Regions from separate parts of the Mus musculus genome. Here region 2 is linked to region 1. Evidence: chromatin contacts called from public HiChIP or PLAC-seq data. All regions are on one chromosome and are shown on one strand. Each heading gives the region's core, a stretch centred on a gene start, on an enhancer-like site or on the middle of the called end of the contact. The rest is flanking DNA. Distances are from core to core; before and after follow the strand shown. Region 1 overlaps Cfap70 (cilia and flagella associated protein 70). Region 2 holds the start of Usp54 (ubiquitin specific peptidase 54).

Region 1 (4,455 bases), core at 929-3,428:
GCATGCTTCACCGTGTGTGTGTGTGTGTGTGTGTGTGTGTCGGGGGGGTGTTCCACTGGCTGATAGAATACTTAAAGAAATGCATGCTTCACCTTGTGTGTGTCTGTGTGTCTGTTTGTGTGTATGAGTGTGTGTGTGTGTGTGTGTTGGGGGGGGGAGAGGTGTTCCACTGGCTGATAGAAAACTTAAAGAAATGCATGCTTCACCTTGTGTGTGTCGGGGGGGGTGTTCCACTGGCTGATAGAAAACTTAAAGAAATGCATGCTTCACCGTGTGTGTGTGTGTGTGTGTGTGTGTGTGTCGAGGGGAGGGGTGTTCCACTGGCTGATAGAAAACTTAAAGAAATGCATGCTTTACCTTGAGCTGTTCTTTGAAAGCAAAGTACTTTCCAGAGCAATTGAGCTCATAGTTGAGCTGACACTTCCGCTCCTCCATGGTCTCGTTGTCTATGTCACTCTCCAGTTTAGGCCCTTGCTTCCCAAACATGCGGTAGTATTCATTGAGTATGGCTCTAGAAATGCTCTTGATCTGCGTGTGGTAGTCACTCACAGCCTGAGAAAACAACCAAGGACCAGCAGTGAACAGATCGTGGACTAAAAGTCCCCAACCAGGTTAGCACTAAGCTGTCCTTTTCCACTAAACCAGGCTACACACTGCACAGGATTCATTGATCACAGATGCACACACACACACACACACACACACACACACACACACTTGGCTGCACCTCAGGAAGCCACACTGAAGAGCTTGTGTTGCCTTCAAATGCATTGTTACCCACAGTTTCGCCCTGGCATTAACACCTGCCTTCTGAGCGCCCCCTGTCCGGCGAGTGAGAGGTGGCCTCGGGGGTATCATTTCCTTGACCCTGTATCAGGAAAAGGAACAAACACAACAAAAGCTCGATTATCTGCAGGCCTGTGTTCTTTCCTATCTCCCCAGAGTCTGTGTGGGGGAGATCTGAGGTCTATCTCCCTACTGCATTGGAGGATTTGAGTTTTCTCACATAAAACCCTAGATCTGAACCCTAGGACAGTATATGAGACGGTACTGATTTGGGACTGGTTTTATGCTCACACTTTTTTTTTTTTAAAGTATTGGTTCTGGACTAATGGTTAGAAAATAATGGGTATCCCTCTGTGTGTTTCTGAAGTCCACAGACTTGGAAAATGAAGCTTCCTTTCCACCTAGGATGAAACATGGTTTTGTTTTTGTTTGTTTTGTTTTTAAGATTTATTTATTTTTATTTATATGAGTACACATTAGCTGAGGGAATCAGATCCCATTACAGATGGTTGTGAGCCATCATGTGGTTGCTGGGAATTGAACTCAGGACCTCTGGAAGAGCAGCCAGTGCTCTTAGTCATTTAGCCATCTCTCCAGCCTCATCTCTCTATAGCTTTTCTCTATGAAGCAACACGTGCCAAGATCCTTACCTTTTCTTTCTAGGGAATCTTAAATGAATCTACAAGGAGGACCAGGCATGGTGCTGTGCACTGTGACCCTGCACTTGGAAGATGGAAGCAGGAGAACCAGGAGTTTAAGGTTAGCTTCATCTATATGGCAAGTTTGAGTCAGTCTGGGCTTCTCCAGCCCTCGTCTCAAAAAACAGACAAAGCAGAAGAAAACAGAAGAAAGAACCCTTCTTCTGTCTCCAAGGGATGAGTCCAGCAGCTCCCGTCCCTTAGATTCAGATTCCTATCCAAAAGTACTCTACAGCCTTGAGATCCTCAATTGGGCAAGTTTAACTTTCCTTTGATAGGACCTAAATAATTGTATAGGACTGTTAATGATTAGTAACTCTAATCTTATTTATCTTAATAGACAATAGTAAAGATGTTACAGACTTGGAATGATGTGTAGCTAAGAATCGCCTTCTAACTTTGTTAGCCTCCTACCATCCTCTCTGAAAATAATATTATTAATTTTTTCAAAATATACAGTGAGTTCCTACTGTCTATCGAGAGCTTTTCTAGGCCTGGGAATGGAGCTAAATAAACAACACAAGACTCTTGCCTTCATGGGGTTTACATTCTGGTAGGGAAAGAAAACTATTAACGTAAATATGGTAGTAGCATGTGCCCGAGGAAATGATGTGGGGAGGCAGAGCTGTGTTGGAGCTCAGGCCTCACCGGGGAAGGCTTCACTGAGGGTATCTGGGCAAAGGCCCAAGGGAAGAGAAGGGGAAGTCACGTGATGTCCAAGAGAGGGCTATTTCAGGCAAAGCAGCAGCTAGCGTAAAGCTTGCTGCAGATGCGAGCTTAGTATTTGGCAAATGCCTTTAATCCCAGCACTCAGGAGGCACAGACAGGTCGATCTCTGTGAGTTCAAGGCCAGCCTGGCCTACATAGTGAGACTCTGTCTCAAAAACAAAACAAACTATCCAAATTAATAAAATCAGAAATGAAAAGGGAGACATAACAATGAAATATATCATAGAAAAATTATTCTGTTTGTTGAATGTTAACAGTTGAGTATTCTAAAATTATGTTCTACCAAAAAAAAGCAAAACAAACAAGAATAACAAAAAATGAGTTTTACATGTGAGGAAAAGCAAAGATCTTAGTATGGTTGGACTGAAGGGTGGAGGGCAAAGCGGACACTGAAGTGCAGGCCACTGTGGGCCTTCGTAAGGACCTTACTCAGGGTGTGATGAAGTTCCACTGGTAGTTTCAGAGCAGAGGGATCTTATGGGCTGACCTTCATTCTAATGTAACCATATTATAGTGCTCAATTAATGAGCTGGGGACACGGTTCAATGGCGAAGAGCGTTTACTGTGCAAGCCAGAAGACCCGAGTTTGAATCCCATCTCATATGCAGAAGCACCACCATACAAAAGCCAGGTGTCAGGACGTGACTCACCTGTGGGCGGAGGGGTGGGCATGGGAGCAGTTTAGTTAAAATGTGAAGTTCCATGTTGAGTGAAAAAAAATCCATCTCAAAAACACTAAGGTGAGTCATGGAGATGACTCGGGGATAAAGGCATTTGCAGTGCAAACTTGAAACCTAAGTTCCATCCCTAGGCCTATGTAAAGGGGGAACGAGGATGCCAACTCTACGGAGTTGTAATCTGATCACACATGCAACATGGAGTGTACACACACTACCACCACCACAATAACAATTAAAACTTAAAAAAAAAAATAAGGTGAGAGTGATTGAAGAAGGCTGCCCTCTGGCCTCCACACATGTACATGAGTAAGTACACATACACACACATGTGCATACAGACATGTACAGCACAAACACACAGCACACACATGAATGAGTATGCCCATACACACATGTACATATATTAGTTTACAATGCAAACACACACACACACACACACACACATGCATACAGGCAAAATACTCATAAAATGAAATTGCTGGGCAGTGGTGGTGCACACCTTTAATCCCAGGACTCAGGAGGCAGGAGAGGTGTATCTCTATGAGTTTGAAGCCAGTTTGGTCTATAGAGTGAGTTTCAGGACAGCCAGGCACACACACACACACACACACACACACACACACACACACACAACCCTTATCTTGAAAACCCAAACAAATAAACAGACAAACAAAATTAAAAACAAACAAACAAAAAAAAGACAAACCTTTAGCAAGGCCTACTAAGAAAATAAATAAATACAGAGATTTTAAAAAAAGATATGAGAACACTTTGGAACATTATATACCAACAAATTTAAATTGCTGCTGAAATAGTAACATATAAACAAAGTGATAGTGCAGTAAACACAGTTTTCAAGAACTTCATGTGTGGATATGTGATGCGTGTGTATAAGCGTGTCATCTCCATGTGTGGATATGTGATGCATGCGCATGAACGTGTCATCTATGGCCTTAAAGCAACTCCCAGACAGACAGCACGGTGTGAAAATACTTCCAGACAGTGGGAATTTGCCTGTTTTATACTTTCTTGCTCATGTCAAAAAAATGTAATGATATTCCCAATGAAGAAACAATAGCGGAGTGAACTCCATCTGTAACAGAGACAACAACACTGTTGCTTAGGACAGGGAAAATTACATTATGGGGAAAAAATGAGTGGCCTCTTCTTCATTTCTAAACTGTACCAAACAGGAGAATAAGCGCCCTGCACCTTCTGGCCAGTTCCTCTGGCATCCGCTTTGGAACCAGGGCTTTTTCCAGCTGGATCTCCAGGACAATGTATGTTCCCGCTTCTATGTATTGCTGCAAAGACATGATTACTAGTTAATCTCATAAAAAGGCAGCAATGACATATTTTTAGTAACATCAGATATTACTTACAATACACTGAGTAAAAGTATGTGTATGAAACTGTGGTTCAAATATTTTACATGGGACAATAATTTGAAAGGAATGTAGCAATAGTGGTTAGCTCATTGAAGAAAGCGTTTTCATGGCTGTTCTTGGAAATTTCTACTCTACTGACTCCCATTGAACATACTTTTTAAAAATTTTTTACTT
Region 2 (4,455 bases), core at 1,038-3,537, 200 kb after region 1:
GATATGACCAATCAACTCTTTAGCTCTTCCCCAAGACTCCAACCTAAATCATATCACACTTCAATTTCATCTTATGTTTCCAACAAGTCTATGAAGGAAAGATATTCTGGCCAGTTAGACAAATACAATGTTCTTTCCTAACCACACTGCCAATAGTAGCAAACTAGTGGTAGGGTGAGAAAAGAAAGTTTCAGGCAATTTATTTGGCCCCTGGAAAGAAAAAAAAAAAAAAAAAAACGAAAAGAAAAGAAAAGAAACCCTATATAACCTTCTTGTTAAATCACTAAGAACCAAAGATGTTTTTTCCTTCCTAATTTTTTAAATCACTAAGGAATGCTTTTATAATTTAGATACTTGATTACAACTATGAATTATTTTACAATCATTATAAACACATTAGTACCTGGGCTATTTTGCACAATTATGAAAATACATTGACAGTAACACTAAGAGGAAAATTGCAGAGGAAGCCAATGATAACAGCATCTTGACTCATTTCTGTCAGGAGAACACTGGCACAGAATGGTACGAGCAACTCCAGTGTGAGAAAGCAAGCACGTGACTGGGAAGGGAGGTGACAGAGAGTACAAAGCAAGGAATCAGAAAGAACACAAACAAAGCTCTCTTCAGTGAGAGCAGTAAAAACCAGGAGGTACTGAAATCTATCCTAAAAGTCTTTCATATTCTCAAAAGCTACTGAACTCCAGCCTTTGAGTCAGTTCAAATGTTAACCCTACCACTTACAAGGGAGTGGGGGTGGCCTTCCATACTGCTCTTTCACTGGAAACTTGTAATAATGGTAGCAACTACTCAAATGAACATTACTGGACACACAGCATGTCCTTAGCTCTTTTTTTTTATTAGATATTTTCTTTATATACATTTCAAATGCTATCCCGAAAGTTCCCTATACCCTTCCCCCACCCTGCTCCCCTAGCCTCCCCCACCCCCACTCCCGCTTCTCGGCCCTGGCGTTCCCCTGTGCTGGGGCATATAAAGTTTGCAATATCAAGGGGCCTATCTTCCCAATGATGGCTAACTAGGCCATCTTCTGCTACATATGCAGCTGGAGACAAGAGCTCTGGGGGTACTGGTTAGTTCAGTGTTGTTCCACCTATTGGGTTGCAGACCCCTTCAGCTCCTTGGGTGTCCTTAGCTCTTAAAAGGTGGGAGTCATTCTCATACTGCAAGGGTCTGAAGAGGACAGGGAGAAGTTCTACCTATGCATGATAAGGAAAAATACTATCTACTTGTCAGGGTTGTAGTGAAAATTAGAAATATATGTGTAGCATTTAGCATAGAACCTAGGAGATCAAGAAATTATTATTGTACAAGCACAACCTCCACTTATAAAGCAGATTCAACTAAACAGCAATAAAATCTCAGTAAATTTTCCTCATATTGTTAGTAGCAGTTCTACAGAACCCAAAGCTTTTAAAAAATGTGAGTGCAAGCGCACACACACACACATGCATGCACCCCACTATTTCTTAGATGAAGGTCAAAATATACAATCCAAGAAAATAATAGCATTATGAAATACTGTTCAAATGGCATTGGAATAACCTGAGCATCAAATATAAAACATTTTATTTTCAAAGGATCAAAATACCTCATACCAGAAGGGAAAAGGTCTAATGACCAAATCTAACTTCCTAAAGTACTCTCTAGAAGCAAGCATCTGCCACTCTGAAATACTCAGCAAACCACTTCCCAGAATGAAAACATACTGTCAAAATCTAAATGAATTTTACCAAGAACATTCTGGTGATGGAAAAGGACATCACTCTGCGTCTGAAAGTAATGTTACTGCACAGGTTAGCCAAAAAACAGGACCTCTGTTACTTCCTTAGCCCATATATTGAGTTTGAAAAATAAATACAAAGAATACAACCTTCTAACAAATAACTTGTTTTAAGGAAATTCAAAACACTAAACCTACAACTCTTTTCTTTAAACTTGTAAATCTCCCCTTTAATTCTAACAAGTTCATATATACAATATATGTTAGAGGAAGAAAATAAAATTCACAAATTTAACATCTGGTTGGAGAAAGAAAAAAAAAAAAGACAACATAAAAAAATCTCCTGAAAATTGAGTTCAAAACTCAATTTCAAAGTAAGCTATTAGAGGGGTGAGGGTGGGGTGGGCTGGAATAACTTCACAAACACTACTCAGTCATGGTATCCTCCCTCTACACAGTTTTAATACAACTACAATGCTTACCAGACAACCCATTCGAGCTCAGGAAAAAACTGCAAGCACTCACAAGGGCATCTGTGGGGCAGTGACACAGACCGGAACAGAGGCTAGGGTACAGAGGGAGGAGACAAGCGCAAGGAGCAACAGTGGGAAACTGTTCATCTAACCACAAAGGCACACAACAGGATGTCAGGGATAAAACAATTTTTTTGCCAACTACCAGGAACAATTCATTGAGAAGCTAAAACTGAAGGAACTAACCAGAACTCTGGGAAAGACTTATGACGAACGTCACAGGAGGTTTACAACAACTATATGAGAGGCTGCTTCATCCAGAGGCACTCCTGAAGGCAAGGTCATCGGAAAGTAAGGTTTGCAGGGTGGCAGCTGCTTCCAAAGGGCTGGTCCTAAAAGAACTCTTTGTGTGGTGTCTGTGAGAAGACACCTTTGCAGTGCCCTAGAGAACCACCAAAAACAATGCTGTCTGAGTCAATTCAAAGTCCCAAGACTATCTGCAGTGAAACCATTGTAATGGGCAAAAGTCTTCCGTCTTAAACACTAAAATGGGCCATGCTATTAAAGAAATTAGGAAACTGTATGAATAGAAATTATGTAAACCAAGCTGCTGGGGTTGCCAGTCGATTTAAAACAAGAACTGACTCTAAAGGTTCTTCCAGCCAAGATCTCCACACCTCTTTAGGGAGCTGCAGTTGGATCCCACCCTAAAACATGTGATCAGTCAAACAGAACTTGCATTTGCAGGCAGGGCATAAAGGCCAAGAAGACCAACACACATGTATCTGTGTATCACTCTGCTTATTAAACAGCTTTATTGAAATGAGTTGTTTTATAAGCATACTGAGGAAAAAACTCATCAGCAAAATTCTTGCCATTTATGAAAGTTGGCTTTATTTCTAAACCTTGAGAGAAAATCCTTGGTCACTAAAAAAAGATTTAATTAAAGTTTATTGGTGAAATTAAACAACCATGGACACTGTCCAAAACTAATTAAGCTTACATTTTAACAATATGCTTAAAAGTAAAGCAGTCCTTTGGCAGCAAAGCAAGTGCCAAGTTTAAAAGAAGAAAGCTATTGGTTCTCTTGCTCACTATCAGTATTCCAACCAAGTCTTCTAATACATAGTGCCAAGGCACAGAAGTGCCACACCAAGGCAAAAGCACAGACTTCTACTGATCAGTACTAAATGGAAAGAAAGATGCCCAAATTGTACTTGGTCTTTTCTCTATGAGAAAATATTTAACAAAGCAAATTGAGAAAAAATTACTTTGGCTCACAGCAGGAAAGGCTTAGCGGAAGAAGCCCGGACAACTGGTCACCCTGCAGTGGTAGTCAAGAAGCAGAGAACGAGCAACTCGGGCTGGCCTTCCTCATACTTTTTCAAGTCAATCCAGGCTCCCAAGCCGTAGTGCTACTCACATTCAGAGTGGTACTGCCTTTTAGACCTTTCTGAAAACAGTCATAGACATACCTTTAGGTATGCAATTTCAATGGTAATTCTAAATCCAGACAGGTTGACAATTAAGATAAAATATTAGAGGTTGGAGAGATGGCTCAGTGGTTAAGAGCCCTGGCTGCTCTTCCAGAGGACCTGGGTTCAATTCCTAGCATACACATGGCAACTCAGAACCATCTGTAATTCCATTCTCTGGGGATCTGACACCCTCTTCTAGCCTATACAGACAAGAAGGCAATGGACTAATAGGACATATACATACACATATAAGCTAAACATCTGTGTACCTGAAATTAAATAAAGATTAATTTTAAAAATATATTAACTACCGAAAAAAAAAAGGTAGCCCTTCAAAGTCATTATGATATAGTATATAGAGCCCAGCATGGTGGCCCCCACCTTTAACCCCAGCACTTGGGGAAACAGAAGCAGGCAGATAGATAGTGCTTTCCCGTCCAGCTAACATAGCAAGACTCTGTGTTCATTTATTAAAAAATGGTATAGAGCTATAGCTAGGGGTGTGGGTCCCACCCTTGAAGAACCCCCAAGATCAATGCTCAGAACAGAATACTAAGGAAGGAAGGGCACTGACCATGCAGGAATTTCCATTACTTGGTAGGTAGGCCTAGTGGATTTAGGAATTGCCTAGTGGGTTTAGTAGGGTCTTTTCTTCAGTGTTTCTTTATTCTTGTTTCTAATGTTCATAAAACTAAAATTCTATTTTATAGAATAAAGTGCTGCCTGCAGCCACCCATATGGCTCAGGGGGTACAGTCAGT

What was found. HiChIP or PLAC-seq counts read pairs in DNA pulled down with a chosen protein or histone mark.
Region 2: an H3K4me3 HiChIP or PLAC-seq map of bone marrow-derived macrophages shows a contact between it and region 1, with 6 times the contacts expected there. The contact joins the promoter of Usp54 here to the enhancer-like site in region 1. A contact is called at or near these places in 7 of 39 promoter capture datasets (the C10 cell line, cranial neural crest, frontonasal cranial neural crest and 4 more), 1 of 115 datasets of contacts at active chromatin or transcription factors (bone marrow-derived macrophages) and 2 of 9 other capture datasets (adipose tissue and pancreatic islet).

What each region holds. Positions count from the first base shown.
Region 1 is chr14:20,420,268-20,424,722 of GRCm38.p6, forward strand. It overlaps Cfap70 (cilia and flagella associated protein 70), which reads right to left. Exons shown (of 29, transcript NM_029698.1): 13 at 4,106-4,197; 14 at 808-868; 15 at 358-552. Among named protein-coding and RNA genes, the nearest start is that of Mrps16, 29 kb to the left of the region's middle. Within about 2 kb of position 2,179, at least 8 of the 459 cell types and tissues checked have an H3K27ac peak or open chromatin away from gene starts, as enhancers often do. A contact at or near this core is called in bone marrow-derived macrophages, where this site is marked.
Region 2 is chr14:20,616,067-20,620,521 of GRCm38.p6, forward strand. It overlaps Usp54 (ubiquitin specific peptidase 54), which reads right to left and starts at 2,288. Exons shown (of 21, transcript NM_030180.2): 1 at 2,227-2,288.